2 separate regions of the Mus musculus genome follow, and region 2 is linked to region 1. The links are chromatin contacts, called in public promoter capture Hi-C maps. All regions are on one chromosome and are shown on one strand. Each heading gives the region's core, a stretch centred on a gene start, on an enhancer-like site or on the middle of the called end of the contact. The rest is flanking DNA. Distances are from core to core; before and after follow the strand shown. Region 1 holds the start of Dapp1 (dual adaptor for phosphotyrosine and 3-phosphoinositides 1). Region 2 holds the start of Manba (mannosidase, beta A, lysosomal).

Region 1 (6,290 bases), core at 1,638-4,137:
GGTTTTTGTAGGTTCCCCAAACAGCTAGATCACGGATTGTGTTTACCTGGTTTGTGCTCCTTACTGGTTTTCAAGGGAGGTGAAAATCTGCTACCACCGGCTACAGTGACAGTCGCGCTCTTCAAGTTTATCTTATGTAAAATGCACCTCAATGAAGTTATTATTGGCCACAGGCCCCAACCTCTCAACAGAATGCCACAACTCATTAGTGATTTTAAAATTTAGGGGCATGCCCTAAATTAAAATAAATGATAAAACTGTACCTAACCTAACCCGTCAGAGAATATACATTTTATACCTTGATTCTTAATTCCAGTCTTGCTTTAGAGGCACGTAGAGGAAGAAAACAAATGTTAGCTCAGAGACATCTCTCTCTCTCTCTCTCCCTCTCTCTCTCCCTCTTTCTCTCCCTCTCCCTCTCTCTCCCTCTCTCCCTCTTTCTCTCCCTCTCTCTCCCTCTTTCTCTCCCTCTTTCTCTCTCTCTCTCCCTCTCTCCCTCTCTCTCTCCCTTTCTCTCCCCCCTCTCCTTTCTTCCTTCCTTTCTTTTTCTCTTCCTCCCTCCCTCCCTCCCTCCCTCCCTCCCTTCCTTCCTTCCTTCCTTCCTTCCTTCCTTCCTTTCTTAGTTCATATGCCTAGGAAGTACTCAGTTGGTAGAGTGCTTGCCTTGAATCCTGGAAGCCCTGCATAAGTGGGGTGTGATGTTATACACCTCTTATCCCAGGCCTTGGGAGGTACAGTCAGGAATATCAAGAAATTCAAGTCATCCTTGAATTAGAGCCTAAGCTATATTAGGCCCTGTATCAAGTATAAAAACAAGAATAAAAATAAGCAAATAAAAAGTTCCTTAGTCTGTCTAGCATGTAGAGAGAGTTGAAACCCACACTATAGAGCAGTTTCTTCAACAACTGAAGTTTGCATTGTTTCTGAGACCAAGTTCTGACATTCAAGAAAATGTTCAGGTCTTCTGAACTAAAGAGATCTGGATACAAACGTACCATTTATTCCGTGATAATAATAATAAGGGTCCCCGGACTTAGTACCAGACGTCTATTCTTTGCCTGGGAAGGGAAGCCTGTGGTTTACCTGCACTGCCTGTCCCCAGACACATGGTCAGGTATGTTTGTGTCCTGAGTGTGCTGACAATTCCAAAGCTTAGATCCTGCTTTCAGGATAGGATTTGTTTAATTAAAGAGACAGAGTTGAATATTTTCTGGATCTTTCTTCTCCTTTGGGTATCTTAACTTCAGAGGCTGGAGAGTGCAAAAAACACAGGTACAAACCTTGGGAGCTGGCCAGTAAGGTCGGCTCTGAACTGCTTGATTCTGGGCTGGATGCTCCCAGAGAGGCCCTTATTCTGTTTTTTTTATTTGAAGAGAAACGTGGAGAGTTTTTGGAGCTCTGAAGACCTCATAAGGAGTTTCCCTTATTGAAAATCCTAGCTGTCAATACCAAATGGCAGTACAGGTCCTTGGCTTTAAATTTAAACAGAGAATTATTGAGAGCTGCTTTTAGACTTTTTATTAATTATCATTACATGTGTGCATGGTGTGTGTGTGTGTGTGTGTGTGTGTGTGTGTACCCGTCTGACATATCATCTGTGTGGAGGTCTGCCGAGTGGGTCCCAGGACTCAATCTCAGGCTTAGCCAGGCTTAGCCGCAAGCACCTCTACTTGCTGTGCCAGCATAGTGCCGTGAGAAATTTTACAGTAACACAATATAAAATGATACAATCTCTAGTGTAAACAGAAATTTCAACCCATTCTCAGAGGAGGATGGGGCCTCTGGCAGGTAGCTGTCTCAGCTTTGTTATTTCACTGATGTGACCGATAAGATGGGGTTTAAAACCCTTTCGTGTTTATTGCCATCCTATGCAAGGTGACAGTATGTCTTTATGTCATTGGGTGATGAGGAATTCCAGCCACTTAGGTAGACAACAGGTCCAGAGTCCTCTCTCTTGGGAAACACAAGCGTGTAGGTGCAAGGCTTTGTCTCCAAGGAAACCTCCTTTCTTGTCTGAGTAGCCCTTTTTTCTTTACTAAATGTCCGGATGAGCTGTGTCATCAGGGTCCCTTCTGATGAACTCTGATGATGTCACCTAACCTAAACCTGTCTATCTGAAGCCAGGCTGTTGTTATCTTGTGTCTAAAGGCTATGAAAGAGCTCCCATTGCTGTGTGAGAAGGAGGCACCGTAGAAACATGATTGTCGTACAAACTTCCTCATTCTTTTTCTTTTGAAAAAAAAAAAAAATCCCTCTTACTCACAGCCGTGTAGTCTTTCTGTTTATGGAACCAGTGACACAGTTCACTGCCAAGAGGTGCACTCAGAGTTCTTCCACCTCACTTTAATGATAAACTAGCCCAGTATCAAAGAAACAGACGATTGTATGCACACTCCCCAGCTGCTGAAGGATGCCCAAAAGTTGATTTTTTTTTTATCACATTCTCTCAGTGTAACTGTTCTCACTTTTAGAAAAATATCTTACACTTTTACAATGAATCAGCGCCCCCAGAAGGAAGTTCCTACAGGTCAATTAAACTGGCCAGGTAGACGACCATCAGGTGGCAGTGGGAAGAGACTCGAATCCTGGAAACACTGGTCAGAGCGGCGATTTTTCAAGGAACTGGGAAGTTGTACTCATCGAAAAAGCGCTCTTACCCCAAATCCTGGAGCAGGTCTGTGCCTCCATCTGCTCTGCCCCACAGCTCTGAGGGATCCTGGGTACTCATGTTCCCTCCTAGAAGTTCTGCTCTGCCCATAAGTTCCTTTGCTTCTGATGGCTGACTCCCCGCCAGGTGCTGTATGAAGAGAGAGATGGGATCGGCTGCTGCTGGACGCGCTGCTCCTCCTCGCTAAGGCAGGAGCCGGCTGGGGCTGAGTCTCTGGCTAGCAAGGAAGTGAAACTTGGTTGCTCCTCCCACACTGCCTCTGCCACCGTGGGCCTGAGGCATAGGCAGGGGTGTTCTGTCAGTCAGGAAGTGTGCTAACTAACCCCTCTGGCAGCAGAGCACCTCAGTCACCACAACGTATTGTCAAGTTAGATTTTGCCAAAGAAAACAGAAGGACCACCCGCCCAACCAGGATGGGGCGATTAGGTCAAACTCTTTCTAGGAGTCCAAACTGTAGCTTCTCCTTACCAGGGTTTGCCTGTAGTTTGGGGGGGGGGGCGGGGAGGGGGCTATGTGCACGCGCACACCCACCTCACACAGCGGCACAAGGAACACCGAGGAAGCTTCGACGTCAGATACATCTTCTGAAGGGGTTAAAAAAATTATAGGTAAACAACCAGTCCTGCTCTAACCTACTTTGTTTCTGGTACTGGCTCAGGATTTCTTTCCAATATTCCCTTGAGGTTTCTGTAGGGGAACACTTGTTTCTCTTATGGAAGAAGGTTTGGGGGCAGAGGCTGTCGCCAACATGCCCAAAGACCTGGGTTCCATCCCCGCACCCCATAAGATCCTGTAATCCCAGCACTCTAGAGGTAGGGGCAGAAAAGTCAGAAGTTCAAGGCTATCCTCATCTACTTGGTGAATTTGAGTCCAGCCTGGGCTATGTGAGTCCCTGTTTAAAAAACAAACAAGGCAAAGGACTGAGTAAGAAGGCAGAAGAAAGTTAAAGAACAGCATCTGTCGGGGGTGTACCCAGTAGGCTGAGCTACGCTGTCCGGGGGTGTACCCAGTAGGCTGAGCTACGCTGTCCGGGGGTGTACCCAGTAGGCTGAGCTACGCTGTCCGGGGGTGTACCCAGTAGGCTGAGCTACGCTGTCCGGGGTGTACCCAGTAGGCTGAGCTACGTACGCTGTTCGGGGTGTACCCAGTAGGCTGAGCTACGCTGTCCGGGGTGTACCCAGTAGGCTGAACTACCCTGGATGCAGTGGTGTTTAGACTCATAAAGAGGAAATTCCATCTGCCTGGATGTGTATCAGTGGATGGATAAAGAGCTCTCTCTCTGCATGTTCCCCCTCCAATATCCCAAGATGAACTAGGGTTCATCTGAGGGCTGTTCCATTTGGTATCCTAAAGAGACTGATAGAACGAAGACCTTGTTCTACACAGGCTGCCAATGTCTCCTTAGGAACCGTCCTCTCTTCTGTTTCCCAATGGTTCCTGGGACTCTGGCTTTCTCTGGTGAGAAAGTCCTCAGTGCCTAGAGGCAGTCCTGGGGAGAAGCAGCTCTGAGAACACACATATAACGAACCGGCACACACTGGCTGCTATAGTTCTCTCAGACAGAGGAATATAAAGTGTCGGGCAGTGGTGGCGCATGCCTTTAATTCCAGCACTTGGGAGTCAGAGGCAAGTGGATTTCTGAGTTCGAGGCCAGCCTGGTTTACAGAGTGAGTTCCAGGACAGCCAGGGCTATACAGATAAATAAATAAATAAATAAATAAATAAACAAACAAACAAACCAACCAAACTTAAAAAAAAGATAAAGTGCACGTCAACAGAAAGGGGGCAGGGAGGGCTCCAAATCACTGGGCAAGCCATGCAACAGGTCCCCTGCTCCTTCCTGCACATTTCTCCAGTGCTGGACTGTCCTTTTCATCCCATTTTAGCACATTTGGGGGGAGGGGGGGAGTCCCATTTCTCTTAATCTCTTCCCTTTCATTCTTTCTTTTTTCTTTCTTCTTTCTCTCTTCTCTCTCTCTCTCTCTCTCTCTCTCTCTCTTTCTTTCTTTCTTTCTTTCTTTCTAGAACAACCTAAGATGATTGACTGATTTCTTCCCTCCCTTCTTCCTTCCTTCCTTTTTTCTTCCCTTTTCCACCCCCCACCCCCCAGCCTGCCTCTCTTAACTTGCTTCCCATCTACTGCCTTCTCCTTTGAGAGCATCTTCCTGCTGGCTACTCGTAGGCTCCCCACCCTGTCCTCGCCTGCTCTCCACCTCTGCACCCAGCACTGTTCAGCACTCTCCGCCACAATGAAGAGTTGGTGTCTACAACGCTGGATGTGCATGAGAGCACCTAACAGCACACCTTATGTTAGGCCATTTATATGGTGCTTTTATCTCAGCTCTACTCTATTCGGTGCATATCAGTGCTTGGTCTGCTTTTATGCTTGTCTGTTGCCCACAGAAATTGGAAGAGATCCCCTCATTCCCCAGTACTGTAGGAACTGAATCACGGGCAGTTGTGAGCCACCGTGAGAGTGCTGAGAATCAAGCTGTGGTCTCCTGAAAGAGCAGTACCAGGGCTCTTAAATCCTGAGACATCTCTCTAATCCCTAAATGTTAATTGTTTTTTTTTTTTTTTTTATTAAGGAAACCAATTTTTGCTTTCAAATACCCTCTCAAGGTGTGTGTGTGTGTGTGTGTGTGTGTGTGTGTGTATCATTAAACAATTTTGGATTACCTTTTTTGTTGTTGTTGATTTTTTTCCCCTTTAGCAATGCTGGGGACTTAACCCAGGCCCTCATGAATTCTAGGCAAGCATTCTACCAATGAGTGATGTCTGGAATCATTGTGTGTGTGTTGTATGTGTTCACATATGGACAGCTATGTGGAAGCCTAAAGTTGATGTCAGGTACCTTTTTTGGTTATTCACCACTTTATTAACTAAGCAAGGTCTCGCTCTGAACCAGTTCTGATTAGTCTAGCCAGCCAGCTTGCCTTGGATTCCAGCCGCCTTCATGCCTGCCTGGATTCCAGGTGAGTCCAGGGTTTAGGGGAAATTTCATACCCTTAGTTGAGCAGGTTATAATCCTATTTAGGGGTTCTCATCTAGTATAGAACCTGAAGCTCTTCCTATGGACAAGAGAGCAAAACGAAGCAGAGCACAGATGATTTAAAGCACGCGTTGACTCAGCCTTTGAGACAGCTCAGCATTGTAGCTGAGACCTCAGAACCGACCTGAAGTAAAACTCAGCAGTTCAACGCAGAGCTCGCCCACAGAATTAGAAGGAACCACAGTGAACACTGCTTTAGGAAATTAGTCTGCAGCAAAAAATGATTGGCAGTTATTCCTGTAGCTTTCAACTCAGTGTGAAATGAAGACTATTCTGTTCATAAGTGGGGGGGGGGGCGCAAGTGGAAACAGAGAGAGGGTCTGTGATGGTTACACTTGATTGTCAATTTGACTGGAATTTGAGACACTTAGGTTAGCAAAGCACACTTCTGTGTGGTCTGTTTTGGTGATGCCAGAGATGATATACATACATACATACATACATACATATCTCATATTAACATATATGTCTATATGATATATGTCTTAGTCAGGGTTTCTATTCCTGCACAAACATCATGACCAAGAAGCTAGCTGGGCAAAGGGTTTATTCAGCTTACACTTTCACATT
Region 2 (6,290 bases), core at 2,530-5,029, 2.5 Mb before region 1:
CAGGCTTGCCTACAGGCCAATGTCACGGGGCATTTTCTCAATCAAGGTTCTTCTTTCCAGATGACTCTGCCTTGTGTGAAGCTGGAAAAAAAATCCTAGCTACTTCAGGGATTCTAAAAGTCTAGTTCTGTTTAAAATGTCAGTCTCACAAATAATTGAAATATTTCTCTTCCCAACAGTCCAGCTGAGGAGAAGAGAGTCCATGGTTTCCTTTTGTATCCTCTTGCCTTCTATAGCTGTTCTTGCTTCCGGGCCTCCCTCTTTCCCCAGTTAGGTCACCACGCTTGAAGACAAACGGTGATGCTCTTTGGGAGCGCCTTCAGAGGGACTCAATTCTTGTATCTTGCTGACGTTGTCTATGTGTCCTGCGAATGACATCTCTGATGGTCTTGGGCAGGATTCCAGGATCCCAGCTCAAGCCTTGATTCTTCTCAGTTTACCACAGTTATGCATCCTTGACACACTGTGGTGGTGAGGCAGAGATTCTACCACTTTTATTCCTCGTGATAGTTGAGAGTCTAGGGACCGTGGCAACTGTCAAGCTTCCCCAAGCACTATCTTATCAGGTGTTATCTACCTATCTATCTATCTCTCTATCTGTGTGTGTGTGTGTGTGTGTGTGTGTGTGTGTGTGTGTGTGTGAGAGAGAGAGAGAGAGAGAGAGAGAGAGAGAGAGAGAGAGAGAGAGAGAGAAAGAGAGGAGAGTCTGCCTCCTTTCCTTTATTCTTTTTTCCAATTTTTTTATTAAATATTTTCTTCATTTACATTTTAAATGCTATCCCGAAAGTCCCCTATACCCTCCCCCCATCCTGCTCCCTTACCCACCCAATCCTACTTCTTGGCCCTGGCGTTCCCCTGTACTGGGGCATATAAAGTTTGCAAGACTAAGGGGCCTCTCTTCCCAATGATGGCCGACTAGGCCATCTTCTGGTACATATGCAGCTAGAGACACGAGCTCTGGGGTACTGGTTAGTTCATATTGTTGTTCCACCTATAGGGTTGCAGACCCGTTCAGCTCCTTGGATATTTTCTCTAGCACCTCCATTGGGGGCCCTGTGTTCCATCCAATAGATGACTATGAACATCCACTTTTGTATTTACCAGGCACTGGCCTAGCCTCACGAGAGACAGCTATATCAGGGTCCTTTCCGCAAAATCATGCTGGCATATGCCATAATGTCTGGGTTTGGTGCCTGATTATAGGATGGATCCCCAGGTGGGGCAGTCTCTGGATGGTCCATTCTTTTGTCTCAGATCCAAACTTTGTCTCTGTAACTCCTTCCATGGGTATTTTTTTTCCCTATTCTAAGGAGGAATGAAGTATCCACATGTTGGTCTTCCTTCTTTTTGATTTTCTTGTGTTTGGCAAATTGCATCTTGAGAATTCTAAGTTTCTGGACTAATATCCACTTATCAGTGAGTGCATAATAATGGGTTTAAGAATTTCCACATTTGCAGCTTCTGGCTTGGAATGAGGCACCAGGCTCTTCTGTGTTCCTAATCTCCATGAGCAATTCTATTGGAGCATTCCCCACCTACACCTACAGACTTAATCTTACTTGCTATTATTACTTTAATGAAAAATTATTTATTATTTAATGTGAATTTATATCTCAACGGTATGTATTTATGTCTATATGTATGTACAGGACATGCATGTCTCATGCCATCAGAGGTCTGTAGAGGACCTTGGATTTACTGGGACGAGAGTTACAGGTGTCTGTGAGTCACAAAGTGGGTGCTGGAAATTGAATGCAAGTCCTCTGCAAGAATGAGTGTTCTTGAACTTGGCCTGGCAAAATGGTTCCCACAAAGAAAAGCGGCGAGCAGAAGAGCCATTCTGCCATAAAAGAAGTGATGACCAGAGAATGCGCCATTAGCATTCTCAAGCACACACACCGAAGTAGGCTTCAAGGAGCGTGCCCCTTGGGACATTTGCCATGAAGGAAATGGGAACTCCAGATGTTTACACTGATGCCGGGCTCAATGCTCCATCATATATTCATGTACGTTTGTCCAGAAAACATAATGAGGATGGGGACTCACCAAACAAATTCTACAAACTGTTAACTTACCTACCTGGTACCACATTCAGAAATCTATAGAAGGTCGGTGTGGATGAGAACTAACCTGCTGAATGCCGAATGAAGTTGCAGATCTGCCGACTAAACAAAAGACAACAAACAAACAAACAAACAAACAAAAAACAAGTGCTCTTAACCACTGAGTCACCTCTCCCGTCCAACCATTGTTACATTTTTGAAACAAGCTGGCTTCAAGGTCCCTATGTAGACAACGACAGTCTTGAACTCCTGATCCTCCTCCCTCTGTCTCCTAAGTGCCTTGATTCCAGGTTATAGCCAGTCACAGTGTCGTTAGACTTCAGGCTTACAGGTTGTGAGCCACTACCTGCACCTCCCTTCACCTGTCTTTTAAACAGTGTAACTTCAAACGCACAGAAAACACCAACTTCAACTTCCTTATGCTTGCTCTTCTGCCTTGAGACAGCTGAACTTTGTCCTCTGGGTACTGCTGTCCTTTCTGAAGCGTCTCTCAATGTCCTTGCTTAAGCTGTAGTAGATATATATATATATATATATTCCGAGTTTTGCTTCATGAGAAGAACCCAGGGGCCAATGAGATAGAGCAGCCGTTAAGGGGGAATGTCTCTAAGCCTGACACCCTAAGTTCTAGCCCTGGGACTCCTCACAAGCTGTCTGCTGACTTCCACACGCTCGCTGTGGCAGGAACCCCCATTCAACTCCTCCATGAAATTAGTAAGTAAAATGTGGGGTGTTTTGTTTATTTAAAAGAAGATGAAGAACCCAGCCTGCGTCTCCGTCTCTGAAATTAGTGTCTGCATTGTTTTGTTTTGTTTTTTTCGAGACAGGGTTTCTCTGTGTAGACCTGGCTGTCCTGAAACTCACTTTGTAGACCAGGCTGGCCTCGAACTCAGAAATCCGCCTGCCTCTGCCTCCCAAGTGCTGGGCTTAAAGGCGTATGCCACCACGGCCCGGCTAAGCGTCTGCATTCTTTTTTTTTTTTTTTTTTTTTTTGACAGGGTTTCTCTGTGTAGCCCTGGCTATCCTGGAACTCACTTTGTTCGAGGAGGCTGGCCTCGAACTCAAAAATACGCCTGCCTCTGCCTCCCAAGTGCTGGGATTAGAGGCGTGCGCCAGCACGCTTGGCATCTGCATTCTTTTAAATTCAGGGAATGGGAATTCTGTTGCTTGTTCAGTCCCACAACTCAACAGTGAAGGAGGGAATTTCAGACTCACCTGTAACACTAACGCAGTTTCATAGGAACCTCAGAAGCAGCTCCATGATGTAGCCACCACTAACAGGGAGCACATGGCGCCTCTCAGTCAACAGTTGAAGCAACCCTACGAGTTTATAGTTAGCACTGTTTAGTCCCAGCAGGTCGCGTATTGAGGGAGCGTTCAGCCTGACAAATCCTGGGGCCGGGGGACCATGTACAATCTGCTGGTCAGGCGTGGTAGGAGCTGTCCCCGGGCAGAGCCTGCGTACTATTGTGGACGCGCACCTGTCGTCTCCCAAATGGTCAGACTCTGCTTTCCAGACTTTTCTGTCGCTTTTCATCATTCGGATGAGCGCCCCACTTACAGGATCGAGCTGGAGCGAGAAGCCCAGCTCACAGGTCGCAGAGACCCTGGCCCTGGGCGGTGCTTGTACCCGCGTGGCGGGTCCCGGCTTCAGTTCCTCCCTGCAGGGCTGCGGGAAGCGCTCAGCTGACCTGGGGGCGGGTCCGTGCTCGGGGCGGGGACACAGCGTCCAGGCCTTGGCAAGGCTTGGGCGACACTGCCGGGTTCCTGCTTGCGAGCGGTCAGCATGCATCTTCACCTGCTCTTGATATTGGCGCTATTTCGGGCCGGCTGCGTGGTGGCAGGTCCTAGCTACAGCCTGAGCGGGAGCTGGCGGGTGAGCAACGGGAATGGCTCCCTGGAGCTACCGGCGACTGTCCCCGGCTATGTGCACAGCGCCCTGCACCAGCACGGGCTGATCCAGGTAGGACGCACAGTCACCCCCCACACCCCCCATGCGGGTCCAGGTCAGTAGGTGCAGCTGTGGGCAGTTGGGGGAATGGCCTGGGAGTTCAGGCCAGTTGTGGACACTGACCCTCCCTCGCTGGGTCTTCAGTGACCTTGGAAGGCGGAAGTTGTGTATATGAAACAAACGGTATGTCTGCTGTCTACTTATTGTGGTGATTCTCTGCTCAAGCATTTCCTAAGAGGACTTACCTTTCTCCCTCCGGACAGGGTTACTGTTGCAATCATCTGGATGCTTGTAGCTTTTAGTTAATCAAAGTTCGCCGACCCTAGGATGTCCGGGTTTTCTTTTTCTGCTTTGAAGCCTCGTGCGTCAGGTTTGAAATAAACACAAGGGATTGGGGAGAGCACTAGTAAAGTTTGGTTGTTGATGCTAATGAGGAGCCTAAATATTTGGGAGGGGAGTGTGTGCAAGTGTGTGTGTGGTGTGTGTGTGTGTGTGTGTGTGTGTGTGTGAGAGAGAGAGAGAGAGAGAGAGAGAGAGAGACCCAGAACCATGAGTATACTAAGCACACATTGTACCACCACCGAACTACACCCCAATCCTAAAGCCTGAATACCGTGCTGACATTTTTTTTTTAAATGAGAGTCTGTCATCCAACAGTGTGGTAGGTTTCTTTATGATAGTTTCATGTGAGTGCACCATGTTCTCTGCCCATATTCACTTTTTACTGGGTCTTGCCACCACGTGATCCCTCCCTCGTTCAAGGAGTTTCTTTCCATTATGGTGTCCTATATACGTACACTTATGAATACATATATTTACATCTAGAGTCAACATGAGTAAAAACATGCCATATCTTGTTTTCATTCTCATTTGTCTTATGTTGTTGTTTTGTTACCAATTTTTATTGTCTTCATTATCCTTACCTTCTTTTTTTTTTCTGGCTTTTGAGACAGGATCCCATGTAGTTCAGGCTGACCTTGAATTCCCAATGTAACTGAGGACCACCTGAACTCCTGATCCTCCTGCCTCCTCCTCCCATGTGCTGGAGATATAAGTGTTTACCATCATGCACAGCCTAATTACATCATTTTTCCTATGGAAAATGTGTGTGTGTGTGTGTGTGTGTGTGTGTGTGTGTGTGTGTGTGTGTGATTTTCTTTAACCATTTGTCTGTTAGTGGGCATCTGGGCTGATTCCATCACTTGGCTATCATGCCGCAACCAAATGGCTACACAGATATTTCTGCACTATGCTGTCCTAGGATCCTTCAGGTATCGGAAGGAGTGGTGCAGCTGTTATGGGGGAGGGGGGGGCTTATTCCTAGTGGTTCTTTTTATTGCTATTGTTTTTGAGACAGAGTTGTTTTTGTTTTGTATTCTTTGTTAATTTGCCTTGTTTGCTTTTTTTTTTTTCAAGACAGGGTTTCTCTGTGTAGCCCTGGCAGGCTGGCTTCAAACTTCACAAGTTTCTGCCTTCCGAGTGCTAGGATTAAAGGCTTGAGCTACTAATACAGGTTGAGTGTCACCATTTTTAATGGTTTGAGGAACATCCATGCTGAACTACATAGTAAGCCTGCATAATTGTGTGTGTGTGTGTGTGTGTGTGTGTGTGTGTGTGTGTGTGTGATCCAGAGGTTGGTGTTGACTGTCATCAGTCATATTTACCTTATTTATTGAGTCCGGGACTTTCACTGAACCCCAAGCTCAGTGAATGCCTAGACGAGTTAGCCACAGTCTCCACTCTCCCATTGCCAGGATTACAGTGGAATCTCAACCCGGGCCCTCCTTGAGGACAAGCACTTCACCAGCTGAACCACGTCCCCAGGACGTTTGCCTGCACAATTTTGAAAGCTTTCTAAGTGACCAAGCCAGCTCAATCAGTCAACCGGGTCTCAAGGGAGGGAGTGAGGATTGAAAAAGAAAAAGCAATTAGACAAAATGATAACCCGACCCCAGCCAGTGCTGAGGCTGAAGCAGCTTTAGTTTTCTGCAGCTTTTGTACCATTCTAGGTGCATCCAGACATCACGGTCAGCTCTTAGATCAAAGACAAAATAGTCAAGCAAAGTAGTAAACAAAACCCCCCATGCTCACTGTTTCTGATATTCTTATCTGAGCCTATTTCCTTGTCTGAGGCCAGATTCCTAGAAGTGGCACCAAAAGCTCTCACCAGCTAAGATATGAGTAAGTTCGAGATTCCTTTCTGGGAGCACTGGAGAACATGGCTGGTATCATACAGCAGCCGCCAGCTGACAGATGAAATTGCTTGTTTTTTGATG

Evidence for each region. Promoter capture Hi-C pulls out the DNA fragments that hold promoters and counts their contacts.
Region 2: a contact with region 1 is called in a promoter capture Hi-C map of liver, with 7 times the contacts expected there. The contact joins the promoter of Manba here to the promoter of Dapp1 in region 1. A contact is called at or near these places in 2 of 39 promoter capture datasets (both in liver).

The regions. Positions count from the first base shown.
Region 1 is chr3:137,978,662-137,984,951 of GRCm38.p6, forward strand. Dapp1 (dual adaptor for phosphotyrosine and 3-phosphoinositides 1) reads right to left here and starts at 2,888. Exons shown (of 9, transcript NM_011932.3): 1 at 2,658-2,888. The coding sequence starts at 2,758. All of the region lies in intron 2 of Gm19708 (a long non-coding RNA gene), which reads left to right.
Region 2 is chr3:135,481,832-135,488,121 of GRCm38.p6, forward strand. It overlaps Manba (mannosidase, beta A, lysosomal), which reads left to right and starts at 3,780. Exons shown (of 17, transcript NM_027288.3): 1 at 3,780-4,026. The coding sequence starts at 3,850. Gm30992 (a long non-coding RNA gene) reads right to left here and starts at 3,770. Exons shown (of 3, transcript XR_376111.4): 1 at 3,279-3,770; 2 at 2,131-2,165.